Regions from separate parts of the Zea mays genome. Here region 1 is linked to region 2. Evidence: chromatin contacts called from public Hi-C data. All regions are on one chromosome and are shown on one strand. The core of a region is the stretch at or near the end of the contact, and the rest is flanking DNA. Distances in the headings are between cores, read along the strand shown.

What was found. A called contact is a pair of places that touch in the nucleus more often than the background predicts.
Region 1: a Hi-C map of tassel shows a contact between it and region 2, with 4 times the contacts expected there. The contact joins the promoter of LOC103632806 here to the enhancer-like site in region 2. A contact is called at or near these places in 6 of 25 Hi-C or Micro-C datasets (bundle sheath, ear, endosperm and 2 more).

The regions. Positions count from the first base shown.
Region 1 is chr7:125,764,848-125,768,965 of Zm-B73-REFERENCE-NAM-5.0, reverse strand. It overlaps LOC103632806, which reads right to left and starts at 1,581. Exons shown (of 12, transcript XM_008654538.3): 1 at 635-1,581. The coding sequence starts at 1,389. It also overlaps the pseudogene LOC103634144.
Region 2 is chr7:125,588,064-125,591,828 of Zm-B73-REFERENCE-NAM-5.0, reverse strand. No RefSeq gene overlaps it. Among protein-coding and RNA genes, the nearest start is that of LOC100284306, 13 kb to the right of the region's middle. Within about 2 kb of position 1,963, at least 17 of the 20 cell types and tissues checked have an H3K27ac peak or open chromatin away from gene starts, as enhancers often do. A contact at or near this core is called in bundle sheath, ear, endosperm and 2 more, where this site is marked.

The DNA.
Region 1 (4,118 bases), core at 332-2,831, 180 kb before region 2:
CTAGTCATGGTACTCCATTGACATCAATTTGTACAGTGTTTTTTCCAATTACTTTTTGTTACATTACAGTAATCACAATTGCTAGGTTGAACAAGCATTATTTCGTCTGAACTTTATTTAAGACGTCTTCAGAATAGACAGAAGTTATAATATAATAGCATATATGTGGCATAGTTAGTTGAAAGTTTAAAACTGACCATATATATCAGTAATGACTGGCATGAGGGCAAACAATCACAATTCTGGTAATATAAATCAAACAATGAACACATATTGAGATGTTAAAGTGAATTCATATACATCAAGCAGTGAGCACCTAAAAGTGACTGCAGATTTCTAGTTCTGGTAAGGAGCTCCTTGAGATAGATAAAATTTACGCTTAATGCCCTCAAGTTAAGTAGGGCAACAAATAAGCATCCCCAATGAGCAGAAGACTGAAGGGCAGGCCTAGTGCACTGGTGTGAGTTGTCTGGGTCACTAGGTCGCAGGCTAGAAGCAGTCGCTCCACGTTTACGGAGGAAAAACTTGCCTCCGTTTTTCCTTTCCAGATTTCACTCATGCGAGAGTCGTCTCGACTAGATCTGCCTTTTTTTAATAAGCAGAAGACATTTTTAAATAAGCAGAAGACTTTCACCTTGGGGTAGTGACCGGGGAGCCGCCGCACCCTCTGGGGTTCATTACAATAGGAAAGTACCCGTTGTTCAGTGCATCTAACACGAACACCTTAATGTTCCTCTCCATGCTCCCCTCGTGCGTACCAGGCACCATAAGCACCGTGGAATCCAGTCCATGCTCTTTGTCCAAGTACAAATTATCAGGCCAATCGAGCGCGATCACCCCACCGTCCTCCAGGGCGATGCAAATCCTCTGGTAAGAGATATCATAGGCACCGTCCCCGCCGCGCACCACGGGGATGCAGCCCCTGCTCAGATTCACGTAGTGCCGCTCCTCGGTGAGGAGGCGCTCGTTGACGCCGTCGAGCCCGTCCTCGAAAGACACGGACGGGCAACGCAGCAGCACGCAGCGGTTGAATGGCGCCGGGCTGGTGAAGAGAACCCACTCGCCCGCGACATCCCCGCACGCGTTGTAGTCCTCGGATTCCTGGGGCGGCGGCGGGAGGCTGGTCTGGGACGAGGAGGACCAGGAGGAGAAAGAGGTGGCGACCGCGGCCGCAGCCGCGAGCGCCGCGGGACCTACGAGCGCGAGGGAGGAGGGGAGGTTGGCGATGAGGTCTGAGAGAGAGGCGCGGGGGGCTAGGCGGTACGGGCGGTGGTGGTGGCGCCGCCTCCGCTGGTTCCTCCGGAGGACGAAGGATGGGGTTGTGGTTGGTGCGACGCCGCCCCGGCGAGGGAGATGCGACGGAGCAGGGGGATGGAAGGAGAGATGCATCAGCGGCGGCTGTAGCGAGATGCCACGGTGTAATCCTTGGGGGCGGGAACGCGAGTGGCGGCGAGGGAAGTGGTGGTGTGGTGGAGGAAAACGCGGAGGGGATCGGGGAACCGGGAAAAAGAGGAAACGCGACGTTGACGGGGACGAACGAAGGCTCGCGGCTTTTCGAGCGTAAAGCTCCCGCAGTTCGTTGCTGTGGCTGTGTGGCATATGCCGGGCCCACGGATCCGTCAGCTACCTGTGGGGCACGACGTTGCGTAAATGCGTAGAATGCCGACTCCAATGGAAGAACGCGAAACTATATTTGATATTGGTATTTGATATCGGTTGACACTGTAGAGTAAAGTTTGAATATAAAATAGGATAGAATCATAGAAATGGGATAGAGATATACTGAAGATAGTCTAATAACGATAGGTAGAATTCAAATTAGATATGTCTACAAGAATCAATATATGATTCAATATTCAAGTCCAGATACTCAATATTCAATCCGTATTAAATTTTTATTTATATTCGTATTTTTAAATTTGAATATTTAAGATGTTGATATGTATTTAAATCTTATGCAACAAAACTCAATATATCCGATTTAAATTTAAAAAGAAAAATATGAAAACAAATATGGAACAAGTAATATACGTCCATATTCAAGTCCGCGAACTCACCCGCTTCCGTGTGTCGTCCTCCTCCCCCACTTCGTGTGTGCTGCCCCCGCCATAGCTGCAACCTTGTCCTATCCATCATCCTCGCCCTGACACGCTTGCAGGACCACCGCAAACACCCCCCACCTACTCTCTCAACCGTCATCTGACTCGCGCGGACATATTTCATCACCCAAACCCTAGGACGCATATTTCGCTTCCTCATTTACATCGTCGCAGCCGTCGTACCATCGCCACCATGACGTTCGCCTTCACCTCTGCCTCCTCCGTGTCACGGCCCATAGTGTATGAACATTGTTTGTAATTGACAGCTAGCTTAGTATTGTGTTGGTTAAGCAATAGTAGTAGAAGAGAAGGGTTTGGTGTGGCCTTAGGCCATTTAAAGGCATATATAAGCATTCTTGTAATCAATCAGAAAACTATGGAATAACAGAAATTAGAAATACCAGAACCAATTCAGTTAGGGTTCTTACCTGGCTATTCTTGGTGATTTCCTAGTGCGCGTTCTTACACCCCCAACGTTGTCCTCGTCGGCGGTCAGCATGCGCTACACTTGGTATCGGATTCAACAGTCTTCGGTGGCTTCCATGTCGTCATCGTCGTCGTCAGGTTGTCGTCGTCCTTTGGTGCGATCACGACTGGTGTCATCGTGCTCGTGCGTCTTCGACGTGCGAGTTGTTTGGCGTCATCACGGTGCCACCTGTAAAACCTTCAGTGCAAATGAGGTTTGTTCTGGATGCGATGGTTGAATCTTTGCGTATGGAGGGCGATCATTGGACCCAAGTCATGGACGAGTTGAAGTCGATCAACCAACGCATAGGCAAGGTGGAACAAGTTCAACATCAGTTGATGGGCCAACATATGTTGTCGTTTTCTATGGCTGAGCAGGCAGTGAAGGATCGTGATATGATGGCTCGGCAGATCGAGGAGACCGGGAAGAGGGTGGTGTCATTAATGTTGAAAAGGATGGCAGAGGAGATGGAGCAATTTGGTGAACAAGGTTCGGAACCATCTGGTGAGCCTTCTATTACTCATTCTAGACCTTCTCCATCATGTCACCTAGGCGGGCATGTACGGGAATAGCAGAGAACTATAGGGGAGCATGGCCATGGAGCGTTTCAAAACAGACAAGAGGAGAGTGCTACTCATGCCTCATTGCTGAAGTTCTCATTCCCCAAGTTTCAAGGAGATCAACCATCGATTTGGTTAGATAAATGCAAGGATTACTTCACTATTTGTCATGTGTCGGATATTATTTGGGTTATGGCTGCTTTATTGCATATGGAGGGGAAGGCAGCTAAGTGGTGGCAGGTCTAAAAACTACATCACATAGTGGTGAGTTGGCAGCAGTTCACCACTGCGATGGTTACTACTTTTGGTCCTTATGATTATCCAAAAGTCATGTATGACATGATGCATCTAAAACAGACTAGATCAGTTGAAGGATATTTTGTTGTTTTCGATGATTTGAGGTATGCTACAGCTGTGCATAATCCTCAAATGGGTGAACTCTTTTATGTGACAGTTTGTGAAGGGATTGAAAGAGGAGATTCAAGGTCCAGTTCTGTGTCAAATTCATACTACTATGAGTATAGTTGTCCTTTTGACTCAGTTGTATCAAGATGTTTGGCCAAATCCAAGTCTAGATTTTAGAGACCTGTTGGTAATACCAGAATTGTAGGGCCACCTAAGATGGAAGTGAAGGGGGTGTTGGTCCAATGGATTACACCAAATAGCAACAACTGAGAGATTACAGACGTTTGCATGGTCTGTGTTTCACATGTGGAGACAAATTTGAGGCGGGTCATGCGGCTAAATGTGGGAAGAAACCTCAGGACCAGTTGCAAGTTATGCCTACAGAGGATATGGACAAAGAACTTAGTGAGGAGGTACTCCAACATCTAGAGCTAGAGGATCAGTTGACAGAAGGTTTGTGCAAGATCTTTGTTCATGTTGTGTCAGGAACTAAAGGGATGGAGAGTATCAGGCTAAGAGCCATGGTGAAGGATCAGGTGTTTTTGTTGTTGGTTGATTCTGGTAGTTTAGCTACCTTTACCAACTCTT
Region 2 (3,765 bases), core at 714-3,213:
GGGAGGTTTAGGGGTTTTGAACCTTGAATTTATGAATGATTCCTTACTAACTAAATGGCTTTGGAATATTGAAAATTCAAATGGGTTATGGCAAAAAATCATTGCAAGTAAATACATTAAGGGAAAACCCCTTATTTCGGTCAAGCAAAAACAAGGGGATTCTCGTTTTTGGAAGAAGATTTTGAGTTTGCGTGATATCTTTTATAAATACTGTAAAACTTTGGTGGGAAATGGCTTGAATACTAGCTTTTGGAAGAGTAACTGGATAGGTAATCAGCCCTTGGCTGTCCAGTTTCCTTCCTTATTTGACTTGGCTTATGACAAAGACATTTCTGTTAATAAGGTCTTGGTATCCAATTTTGAGGCTCTCTCGTTTAGGAGAAGGATTATTGGTAATCTAAGGGTGTTATTTGATGATTTGATGAATTGTTGTAATCATTTTTCCTTGTCTGATCAAGATGACAGGATTGTTTGGGGACTTGAAAAAAAGGTTTTTCTGTGAACTCTTTATATAAAAAGAAAGTGATGGATCATGTTTATGTTCCTTACAAGTTCTTGTGGAAATCCAAGTTGCCACAGAAAATCAAGATTTTTATCTGGTTGGTGGTGAGAAACAAAATTATTACTAAAGATAATTTGAAGAAAAGGAACTGGAAAGGTTCTCAAGAGTGCTGTTTCTGTGGTGGTGATGAGTCTATTGATCATTTATTTTTTCACTGTCCCATTGCGAGATACATGTGGAGAGTGATCCAAGTGGCTTTGAACTTGGTGGAGATTCCAAAAAGTATTAGCAACCTTTGTGATAAATGGTTAAGTAAACCAAAAGACAAGATTGCTAATCTGATTTTGTTTGGTTGTGGTGCGGTGTTCTGGGCAATTTGGCGCACAAGAAATGATTGGTGCTTTGGTAATAAAATTATGGTTGATCCTTCTAACATCATTTTTCTTTGTTGCTTCTGGATGGATTCCTGGGCTATACGACAGAGAAACAGGAACAAAAAATGGTGGTACAAGGAAGCAAGCTAATAAGAAAGATAGCAAGTGAAGCGTTTGGCCGAGCGTTTGGGTGGTGTCCGAGAGACAGGCGAATTTCTAGGTGATTAAAAAGAATTGTGGTTCCTGGCGTTAGGGTTAGCCTATACTTTTGGTGTTGGTTTGAACTAGTTCCTTTTGTTGCGCCTGTTTGTCGTGAAATGATTGTAAATAAAGTCTTCTGTTCCTGGTAGCAGGTCGAACTTTGTCTTCTACTCTAGGCCCTTTACTTATCTAGGGTGATAGCGTAAGGTGTCTAGGTAGAGATCAGGCCTAATTGGTTTTCTGTCGGATCGTAGGATCGCGATGGGTGTCGTTGTAATGAACTTTTCCTATTTCCTAATGAAATAGGGGGATTCGTCCCTTTGTTAAAAAAAATATATGCTATATCTATAAGTTATTAAATGTAATAGATAATTTTATTTTGCTTTTTGCACTGCAATTTGCTTCCGTAGGCCGTAGGTGCCTGGTATGGAATCTAAATAAATCCTCCGTTGTTTCTAATGATCTTTGCCTTGCCGCGCTCTGGGTCTGACTGAACACCACTCCTCGTCTTGACGGTGACGCAGACGATTGGAGCCGGCAAAGATACCACGAGCCGACAATCTGTGATTTCAGTTCCGACCAGCCCCTTCTTTAATTGCCTGATTGGTTCCATTGCATCCATGGTATGCATCCTCTGGAGAAAAAAAAAGATCAGTGCGCGGATGGTGATGTCTACGGCGTCCGCACCGAGCGTGCAACTTTCACCTAGTACCTCATAAACTCTTTTGGGAGGGGTGGAGAAGACGACTGGCCATGCCTGACAGCCTGATGCCTCGCCGGCTGACCGATGAGGAAGTGAGGAGACGAAGGCATAGGCACCAGTGTCTAGTAAGGCCCACGGACTCACGGTTGGTGGTGTGGCCTGGATTCAGGCCCTGGTGAAGAGGTTGAAGGGCGCGTGTATGGGCCGAGACGAGGCCTGCCCACGTTTAGTTAGAACCCGTGCCGTCTGGCTCAGGAGTTGTGGGCATTGGCATCGCCTGCTCGGCTCGGGCTCCTGGCTTCCCAACAATAATTTGTTATATAAAATTCTAATTAGCATATAATGTTAGTACTAAATAGATAATAAATTTATATTATTTAATATGAATATACAAAACTAGTCTATTGTCTATATTATATTAGTAATATATTTATTTTACTAATTTAAAATATATTATTTATTTTTTTAACTTTTTATATTATAATTTAGAGGTTAAATTTGTATATATGGGCAGGTTTATTGGCTCGGCGAGTGAGAAGTGACTCAAGCCGATTTTAGCGAGTCGAACCAAGCTCGACTCGCCTGGTTTCCACCCTACCTGAAATGACAAATCGACTCATCGGCCTCGCCGACTGACTACTATGGTGTAAACGCCTCGTACACGACACTAACCTCGAGAACTAAACACTAAAGTGTAGATGTGAAATTTTAATTAGAAATAGCCAAAACGCAAAAAAAAGAAAGAAAGAAAGAAAAATACGGTGAAGTTTCTGTATATGCGCGTGGAACGATGGCCCTAGCGAATCTCTGTCCAAAAATCCACCACTTGGTTCCAAAGGGGGTGGGGGAGATCTCTGAACTTTGGACAAATTGCTTCCGATGATTACTTGCTCACAGCTGCAAGATGCATTGCATGGCACCCGATGCTTTCTGGCGGAGCGCAGCTGCGGGGGGTCCATCACCGTTGCTGCAAGAAAATAATGCTAGCTTTATTTTGTTTGTATCCTGCCAAAAAAGAGGGCTGCCGTACCCCATTGGTGATGTCTGATATCCGAGGGGGGCGAAGGCGAAGGGATCCGGCTCAGTTCGCTGAACCTACTGAGGGCAGTGGTGGGATCCATCGTCCGTGGCAATCAACAAGCGATGAGCCAAGCCAACCGGAGAATGGAGCGTCGTGCACGCGGGTCCCTTTCCGCGCGCGCCAACACAAGTGCTCGATGGCCCTGCTGTTCATTTGAGGGGATTTTCCCTTTATTTTCTTTATTGAAAAAAAAAGAGAAAAGGCCGGCCACTGGGCCGCTACCAGGCGCTCGGCCGAGCAGCCCAGCAACGGCTGGCGCCGGTCAGCTGGCCCTGGGCGAGCTCGCCTTGGATGGACGGCTGGGATCAAAGGCAAGGGATTATCATGCCTTGCGGTGAGTAGAAGCACAGGCAGAGGGTGGCTGCCCAAGGAGTAGCCGCCAAGGCTGTGTGGCGGCGGCGTTCAACGCCCAGCCGTATCCTACGGCTTGCTCGCACGGCCGGCCGGCTTCTCCGCTGCTCCTCTGCAACCACCTGCGGCTCGCCCGGCTCCATAAGTATAGCGTCTTGCCCCCTGTTCAGGCCAGCTCGCAGAGACGCAAGTTTCTCTGTTCTTCTTCCCCTCTCAGTTACAGTCGCGATTTGGAGCGATTTGTTCGTTCCTGGTGTTCTTGTGGTGATTCTTGCCGGTGGTGATTGGGAGTGGAAGAGAGTAGAGCTGCGTTGGTGGCTCTCTTGTGCCCTGTTGCTCGATCCGTGCGCCTGTGTGGTGTTCGGTCTGTTCTGATTATTGTCCACCGTGGCCTGGTGCTTGGGCTCCCTGCTGCGCGGTGTTCCTCTTCTCGGGCTGGTGTCGAGGACGTCTCCCTCGACTCCGGCAGCGGCTCTAGTATCTCCGTCAACCTCCCGCCGTGCAGGTCCGGACGTGGGCGGCGGAATTGGTTTTCTGGGACAGAACCTCGTGT